Linked DNA regions of Gossypium hirsutum: all the other regions are linked to region 1. A link is a contact called in public Hi-C data. All regions are on one chromosome and are shown on one strand. The core of a region is the stretch at or near the end of the contact, and the rest is flanking DNA. Distances in the headings are between cores, read along the strand shown. Region 1 holds the start of LOC107950780 (beta-carotene isomerase D27, chloroplastic). Region 2 holds the start of LOC107946996 (cytochrome P450 78A9). Region 3 holds the start of LOC107950773 (auxin response factor 9).

Evidence for each region. A called contact is a pair of places that touch in the nucleus more often than the background predicts.
Region 2: a contact with region 1 is called in a Hi-C map of leaf, with 2.1 times the contacts expected there. The contact joins the promoter of LOC107946996 here to the promoter of LOC107950780 in region 1. A contact is called at or near these places in 4 of 34 Hi-C or Micro-C datasets (all in leaf).
Region 3: a Hi-C map of leaf shows a contact between it and region 1, with 1.7 times the contacts expected there. The contact joins the promoter of LOC107950773 here to the promoter of LOC107950780 in region 1. A contact is called at or near these places in 2 of 34 Hi-C or Micro-C datasets (both in leaf).

What each region holds. Positions count from the first base shown.
Region 1 is chrD03:34,650,599-34,653,608 of Gossypium_hirsutum_v2.1, forward strand. LOC107950780 (beta-carotene isomerase D27, chloroplastic) reads right to left here and starts at 1,749. Exons shown (of 6, transcript XM_016885739.2): 1 at 1,094-1,749; 2 at 906-998; 3 at 109-170; 4 at 1-23. The coding sequence starts at 1,474.
Region 2 is chrD03:34,820,823-34,823,879 of Gossypium_hirsutum_v2.1, forward strand. LOC107946996 (cytochrome P450 78A9) reads left to right here and starts at 1,466. Exons shown (of 2, transcript XM_016881517.2): 1 at 1,466-2,516. The coding sequence starts at 1,551.
Region 3 is chrD03:34,444,074-34,446,910 of Gossypium_hirsutum_v2.1, forward strand. LOC107950773 (auxin response factor 9) reads left to right here and starts at 1,527. Exons shown (of 14, transcript XM_016885733.2): 1 at 1,527-2,073; 2 at 2,202-2,323; 3 at 2,475-2,570. The coding sequence starts at 2,022.

The DNA.
Region 1 (3,010 bases), core at 499-2,998:
CACACCCACTGTTCTCTAGGTACCTTTAGAGAAAAAAATATTGCAGAATTAAGTAGATTTAAGAGCATTCATGAATTCATATATGAATGAATGAATCAAGTTCTGTACCTGCATTTCTTAATATGAACCCCACTTTTTTGCTTCACTCCATTTATCTCCACTTCCACAACCTAATAAATATTATTATCAGTTAGAATTAGAGATGCAAAAATGCAGAAAGTGTGAGTTTTAGATGTTGAAACGCAAGCTTATGTTGCTTGGAATGATGACCATTTAGGATTATGATCAAAGGGGTATAACCTTTATCTTACATTGAAAAGCAGGGAATCCAATAAAATGTTACCACCTCTGTTACAAAAATCGCATTTATTATAACATTATTGAGTAGAATTAACCATTCACAAACTTTAAATTGTGTTTATTTGGTATTTATATAGAAAATTCCTACCGAATTAGGTTTTAATTTTTGGTAAAAGTATCATATAGAAATTGTATTGAGTAAAAATATCATAAAGTCTATTGTATCAAGGGTTGAATTGTATTTTGTCTCTTATACTAAACAGAATGAGTAAATTAGTTCTGTTAAAAATTTTATCAATTTCTACTGTTTAAAAACTGATTAGTGTATGTTAACATGAGGTATACGTGGCATGTCATGCCTTATTGTCTGATTTTTTCATCAATCATGCCAGTTTTTAATGGTATAAATTGGTGAAATTTTTAAGAGAAATGACTAATTTATTTTTTTATCTAATATATAAAAATTAATTTACCATTTTTTAATAAGAAAACAAAATGCAATCTAAAAATTTTATCTCTAATGTTCATTCATCGTACCAAGTAACATTGGTTACAATTAGATGACAGAAGAAAGTGCAAAACAGCAAAGAGTAAACAAAATTTACCTCAGATGGACCAACTAACCAGTAGAAGAAAGGAACAGTGAGTGCAGCATTGAACTCTGCAGCCCACTTTGTTGGTGGAAACAATTTCCGAAACTGCATCCATAGCAGCAACAAGGTTACATGATAATTACTTTAAAACACAACTTACCGAACAGTTCCAATTTTTAAAACTATAATAAGTTGTTCACCTGAGCTGGTGCGCCGGGTGGGAGCATGGACAAGAGCACTTGTCGGACCACTTGTTGCTGCTGCAACCGAGACCTCCCTTGCATTACTCTCTTTGACACCTCAACAAAGCTCTCATAGTCATAGTCGAAAACCCCTTTCTTTGGTTCTGTTCCAGCTTTTGGTGCAGCCGCGAACTTCTCCATCTTGCGGGCGAAAAGACCCATAAATGCCTTGGCAAACAACCCATCGTTGTATTTAGTTTTTTGTCCCAATGGTGCTGGTTCTCCCGACGGCTCTGCAATACTACTCCGGATGACAATGTTGCTAAAGGTTCTTTGTTTACGTATTGGTAACTTTTGAGGGGAAATCAAATGTGTGGCTTGGAGGCCTAAAGCCACCATGGTTTTATGCTTTTAACTGCTGTTTGTTTGTTTGTTTTTTTTTTCCTCTCGAGAAAGCACACTCAAAAGCTCAGCCTGCCTGCCTGCTTGAAAGTTATCAAATCTGTTCATTAACAATTAATAAAAAAAGGTAAAGATTATGTGGTTGGCTGAGGTTGCATGGCCGCCATTGAATAATCGATGGCCATACGTATCATCACTGAGAGAAGATTAATAATTATTTCCTTTGTTGTCCTTGGGGTTCATATTCTAAATAATTTTAATATGTTGGTTACAATTAAATAAATGCATTTGCAAGGTTAAGAGTGAAATTTCCAAACAAAAAACAAGGATGGTCCCATTTGGAAGAAGGAATAGAGAAGTGGTCGGATATGTTTCTGAGGCTTAAAGAGATGCCACGCATTGGCTTTGCTGTTAACACGGTGTCTGGAATTTGTGAAGCCAAGCAAGCCAGCTACATTTATATTATTTGAACAAAATTAACCATTAATATAAGTTTTTGGAAAAAAATTTTGAATAGTAATTTTTAAAATATTTTTTAATCTAATTTTTAAAAAAGGAATAAAAATGTTTATTAAAAGTGATGAAGTAAAATAAAAATGCTTTTTAAATTGATTTTAGAAAAAAAAGTTTATGGAAAATTTTTTATTAAAAATTAAAAATTATTAAAATTAATATATATAAAAAAAGTTTTTAAATTAACTTTGTAAAATAATTAATGAGATTAAGAAATTTTTAACTCTTACCATATAAATTGATTTTGTAGAAAGCATTTTAGAAAATATTTAATAATATAAATGTATACATTTATAAGCAATATTATTTATCTATTTATTTTTAAAATGTTTAATAATATGAGTGTATATATTTAGGGCGAAAATAGATTTTGGTCCAATATAAGCGATACTATTAAACCGGATATTGACTCTATAAAAAATATTCTTTTTAACTCTCGAATAATATAAATGTATACATTTATAAAATCACTTTGTAAAATAATTAATAATGGGTCTTAATTGATATTATAAAATTATAATTAACGAGGTATTAAATAATAAGAGTTGTCACTTATCAAAATTATAACTAATTCACTTAATGGTATTTTTCTTCTTTGTTCTAAAATGTTACTATACATTATATATAATACTATATATATCTCACAGGTCGCGAATTAAAGCTCATGATTATTGCGCATAGAACGACTCATAGATGTCAACTTATTAAATGGGCTCATTTGATTCGCTTGAATTGGTCTGACTTGTGGAACATATAGAAAAATCCATCTACTTAGAATTAATGTAAAACTAGAGTTATCAGGGTAATTAATGTCAGATATGTACGTTAATATTAATTATTGAAATAAGATATATTACAATACTTAAGCCAAAGTTTTAATCCTTTTTCGAACCTTCTAAGTAATTCTTTTCTTTCTGAAAATATTGTACTTAACAAATGGACAAAGAAAAACTTAAATGAAAAATTAACATAAATAATTGTAAATTTTAAACTCACAATATGATTGTGTACAAATCAATC
Region 2 (3,057 bases), core at 216-2,715, 170 kb after region 1:
TATATTTTATTTTTTTATTTAAAAAAATGGATAATTTAATTTCTGTACATTAAATTAAGTAAATGAGAGTTTTTAAATTCTATCTATTTTTATTGTTAAAAATCGATTAATTATATCAACATGAAGTAAACATGACATATCTAATATAATTGTCTAATTATTTTATTAGCAACGTTAATTTTAATAATAAAAATAAATAAAAAATTTTAAATAAAAAATTAATTTATTTTTTGATTTAATGTAAAAATATTAATTTATTTATTTTTAATAGAAAAAGTTAAAAACAATTCAACTCCAATACAGACAGATAATTTCATAGTACTCTTGCCCTCTTTAATGCCACTTTAGCTTCGCACAACAAAAAGGGGCTGGAATATACTATTGATCGAAAAGGATGGCAACTTTGCTAGGTGTCTATGATATGGACTAAGCTTGGCCTAGGTTGTTCTAAGAAATGAACCACCACGCCAGCTGAATTGCGAGTGGGGCACGGGCTCCTCGAATCTCTGTTTTCCGTTATTTATGCTAGTGGCGGCGGACATTGATGTTTAACTCCTTAACTTTTCCTTTTGTTTTATTCATTTCCATTATAAAGTTAAATTTATTTTCTCATAATCACGTTAGATTATGATTAGATTTTTAAACAAAGGAACAACTTTCTTAAAATTACTTTTTATATCTATGAAATATTGGTTAAGAAAATATCCACATCTTTACGGCTCTTTCTTTGTGAAGTTAATAACTTTTTTTAATAATCAAACTATTCTTAATGTTGATTTTAAGATTATAAAATTTTAATCTCTTTGATAGCGGCTACTACACATGATTGTAGATTGAGTTATTTGTTAAAACTCGAGAGTTAGTTAAAATTTTGGAGATTTAGTTAAAATTATTAGGCCCAAAAATATATAAGTCAGATACAGATTCGAACATTCAAGACTTGAGTCCAATACAACTTATTTTATTTTAATTTAAAATATATTATATTATGTTATTTTTTATATATTGTGTAATTTATAACACATAAAATTAAATATATGATCATATATACTACAATAATGTAAAGATTAAAAAGTGATGAGATGTTTATATATAAAACTTTAGTAAAAGAAGATATATTAAATTAAAAAGTATACAAATATTTGTAAAAAAATTAAAAATAGTATGTGTAAGATTAAAATAAATTTGAGTTAATCATTTATAAATATAAGCAAAATTAAATAAAATTTCAAACTCATATTTTGAGTCGAGTAAAACTTAAATAAACATAAAATATAATAAAATCAAACTTAAATCCATCCTAACCTGACTCATGAACTTTTAATAAATACTTCTCTCAACAATATTATCTTTAAAACTTGAATTCAAAATTCAATATTATTACAATATTTCTAATAATCAACCTGACACATTAGCTGAGTTATTTTATTACTCCGCAAAAACCTCTATATAAACAGACCTCCCATTTCTTAGTTTAACACCAAAAACGGAAACCTTGATTCTTCAAATTCTATACAAACATTACCTCCCCCGCCCCACTTTCCTCCTTCATGGAAACCAAAACTGATTGTTTCTGGGTTTTGTTTCTTGCTTCCAAATGCAAAACTTTCTCTTCCTCAAACACCATTTTGCTTCTTCTTTCCCTTTGCATGGCTTGGTTGGCCATGGCCCTCTGGTTCTGGTTCTACCCTGGAGGCCCTGCTTGGGGTAAGTATTACAGGCGGCGCCAAAAAGGAACCACAAAAACCATTATTCCAGGGCCACGAGGGTTCCCGGTTCTCGGAAGCATGGACCTCATGATAAACCTGGCTCACCGCAAGCTTTGTTCTGCAGCCATATGTTTTAGTGCCAAGCGACTCATGGCCTTTAGCTTGGGTGATACACGGGTTATCATTACATGCAACCCTGATGTGGCCAAAGAGATACTCAACAGTTCTGTTTTTGCTGACCGTCCAATGAAACAATCAGCATACAGTCTAATGTTCAACAGAGCCATCGGTTTCGCTCCTTACGGTGTTTACTGGCGAACCCTAAGAAGAATTGCAGCGACGCATCTTTTTTCGCCTAAACAAATCATCTCCACCGCCTCACAGAGGCTTGATATCGCCTCCCAAATGGTGTCTATGATAGCAAGTCGCGGTGGGGAGTTCACTGTACGTGATATACTAAAGAAAGCGTCCCTTAACAACATGATGCGCTCGGTGTTTGGGTGTAATTATCAACTGAGTTCGTCAAATTGTGAAACCGAAGAACTGAGCCGGCTCGTTGAAGAAGGTTACGAGTTACTAGGGAAGCTCAATTGGTCTGATCATCTCCCATGGCTTGGTGGTTTGGACCTTCAAAAAATCCGGCATCGATGCTCGGGGCTTGTTCCCAAAGTGAACAAGTTGGTGAAAGGAATCATTGAAGAACATAAGCTCAAAAGCGGGGAAAGAAACCATGATTTCGTGGACGTTTTACTTTCTCTGAGTGGACCGGATAGGCTCTCCGACAACGACATGATTGCCGTTCTTTGGGTAAGCAACAAGGCTTTTGAGTTATTGCCTCTTGGAAATTAATTAACTAAAATTATTTTTAACTTATAGCACCATCTAAAAACAACTTTATAGTCATCCCCATCCAAATAAATTTAATCCTTATATCTTCCAACTTTTAAATTAAAACTTTAATCCCGCAACTCACTGTTGACTTTTATAATTTTTTTTTAAAAACTAATAATTTATTTTTCATTAAAGTAAATTTATTATTATGTAATAAAATTATAGTATTCAGTGTTTTTTATTGGTAGAGTGCCATTAATAATATTATATATTCGTAAGCAAGCATCTTAATTTAAAAACTCTAAATCCCGTTGATGTTATTGAGACCTGCTATCACAAAACTTTAATTATTTACTCTTTTGTAAACATCATGCAAGAGAAAAATGAAGCCTCATTTATATAACCTTAAAATTATCTTAACATAATTTAATTTTTTATTTGCATTTTTTTCTCTTGCATGTTATTTTCTAAAAACCAACAGCACAAAAGGAGTAATTAATATTTGGTGTTAGTATTT
Region 3 (2,837 bases), core at 277-2,776, 210 kb before region 1:
GAGTCGTTCTAATGAATTAGAATATCTTTTAGGTCTTAAAAGTTAAATAAATAGTTAATTTAAATGATAATTAAATAACTTAATAGAAATATAGTAATTAATATAAATTATTTGTATAATAATTAAATATAAATTAATTTTAAATTTTAAATTTTAAATAAAGATGTTTTTGATAACGATAACACGTTTCATGAAAAAAAAAGTAGAATGTAATAAACATTAATGGAATAGTAAAATCCGGAAACAAATTACACTATATAGTATAACATAAAACTTTAAGTTAATTTATATGTTATATAAGGATATTTTTACAATTATCGTGAGGTAGAAGGGTTCTTTTTGTTAACTGGATCTTCAAAACAAAATATATATTTTATAACCCTGAATTGGATCGAAACCTATATCGGTTAAGATTTCTTTTTTGTTTCCATTAATTCTAATAATAAAAAAATTAAACCTACGAAATTGTTAGTTGGTGGGTGTTTTCTTTTGAATAAAATTATTAATAATGCAAAAAAAGAAAAAAGAAAAAAAAAAAGAGAGGTTTTAGATTGACTCAAGGTCAAATATTCAAATTTGATATTTTTACTTTTGAGGGTTGAATGGGGGAGAATGTGGACGTTTCAAAGGGGGTGGGGTCACTGTTTCCTTTCCTCGCTACTACTTGTTGCTTGATGACGAAAGGAAGCGAGTAACGTGACAGATTGATGAATAAACTAATAATAATCTAAAACGACGGCGTTATAGAAAGAGTACATGTGGAGGTGGAGCCCCGCATAAACCCAACCACGTGTGAACTCCATTTCGGCAAAAGGGAGTGACGTGTACAGTGTTGGACCACCGAACCGCTCGCAGTTTGTCTGGGAAAAAGTACAGCAACAGGGTTACAAAGCATCAAGATCCAACACTTTGCACGTGTTTCACGTGGACCCCGCACTCCTCTGTGGCAGATTCCCCCCTCCCCCTAATTATTACTACTTCCTCAATTCAATTTAGATTTTGGTCCTTCAATTTTATTCGTTATGAAATTTTACCCTACGCAAGCAAATTTATGTTGGCATAAAATGTTTTAAAATTTTTACATTAATATATTTAATCAGGTGTTTACTATTTTTACTAATTAATAATATTATAAAAATATATAATTAAAGTATACAGATTAAAATTTAAAGTTAAGCATAATAGAGGGATTAAAACTGTTATTTGACCTACAAAAATAAATTAAATTAAATTAAATGTAAGAAAACGAGAGGAAAATAAAAAATAAAAAACCCTCAACCCAAATGTCTTTGGGGTTTATAACTCGAGCCAACCACCCTTTTGCCTGTTTCGAAGCAGCCAACGAAAGAGACGTAAAAAATAACACCGTTAACCCCAACCACACTCATCCCAATGTCCCCCATCATCCGTACCTAAAACGCCGTTGAGAAACGGCTTTCCACCGTTTGCCGTTAAAAAATGGTCTCGTCACGTTAATCCCCTGACTGTCTCAGTTAAATCCGGAACCAGAGTTCGTTAAATTAGCTTTACACACTCGATTTACAAAAAAAAAAAACGCTCCTTTGTTAGAAACCCAAAACAAAAAGAGAGAGAAAGTAAAAAAAAAAGAGGGAAAGAAGAATTGAGAACAAAGTCGCGTATCATAAGAGTCGAGCGTAGGATTTTAGGTTGATTCTCTCTGCTAACGGCGTTTCCTTTTTACAGAGCAGCGAAAAGCTATACTGAAAGCGAGGTGAACGACGGCAGATTTGTACGGTTAAAGCTGTTTTCCGTTACGGTATTGGATCTCGCGACGGTTACGATAGGGAGGGAGGAAAAATAGTGTGAGGGAGGTGTAGATTTTTTTGTCAGGAATTCGAGCAGTTTCGTAATTATTTGGCTTTTATTGTGGTGCTAAAGAGTGTAAAATAAGGTTTATTAGAGCGTTTTTGGAGGATTTAGCTTCTCTCTTTGGAGGTTTTTTGTTCCAAATTTGTTGCTGTTGCTCGTTGTTGACTTGAAGAGTCGGAGAGGGTTCAATAATGTCGAATCGGGGAGGGGTGTTTTCACAGACAAATAATGTTTCCTCCGAAGGTAAACGAAATAAAAGAATTCATACAGATTGAACGTTGATTCTATATTTTTCTTTAAATTGTTTTTATTTTTCTTTGATTTTTTGGAAAATTTTTGAAACCTTTTTTTTCTTCACTTTCTTTTTTGAGTTAAAGGAAATGGAGGAGATGATCTATACATGGAGTTATGGAAGTTATGTGCGGGACCCCTGGTTGAGGCTCCTCGAGCTAGAGAGAGAGTCTATTATTTTCCTCAAGGACATATGGAACAGGTAAAGCCTCTTTTCGTTTTTCGTTTTTTTTTTCATTTTTGTGTCGAACATATTCCTGTTTGGTTTTATTTGGAATTATCTCCTTTTATAGAAATGGTTATTTTCGGGTTATTGATTGGGATTTTGCTGTTTTGGCGAGGGATTGTTTTAGTTGGAAGCGTCGACGAATCAGGAGTTGAATCAGAGGATTCCTTTGTTTAATCTTCCATCGAAGATACTTTGCAGTGTTGTTCACATTCAGTTTCTGGTAATTTTCTCTTTCTGGTTTTTTATTTGACTTTGCATAGGCCACGGTAATCTCTAGTTGTGTTTTGGACTTCTGATTGCTTAAAAAACGGAGAGGAAAAAGGAAGTGAGTAATATGTTTAGAGGTTACCAGTTTTTCTATTGTTTTGATCTTGAAAAGATTGTAAAACCTTGAATTTTGAATAAATAGTTTCTTTTTTCTGAGAAATTGGTTTCACTGGCTCAATAAATTGGGGTTTCAGTCAGATCGTAAGTCATGTGGACCTGG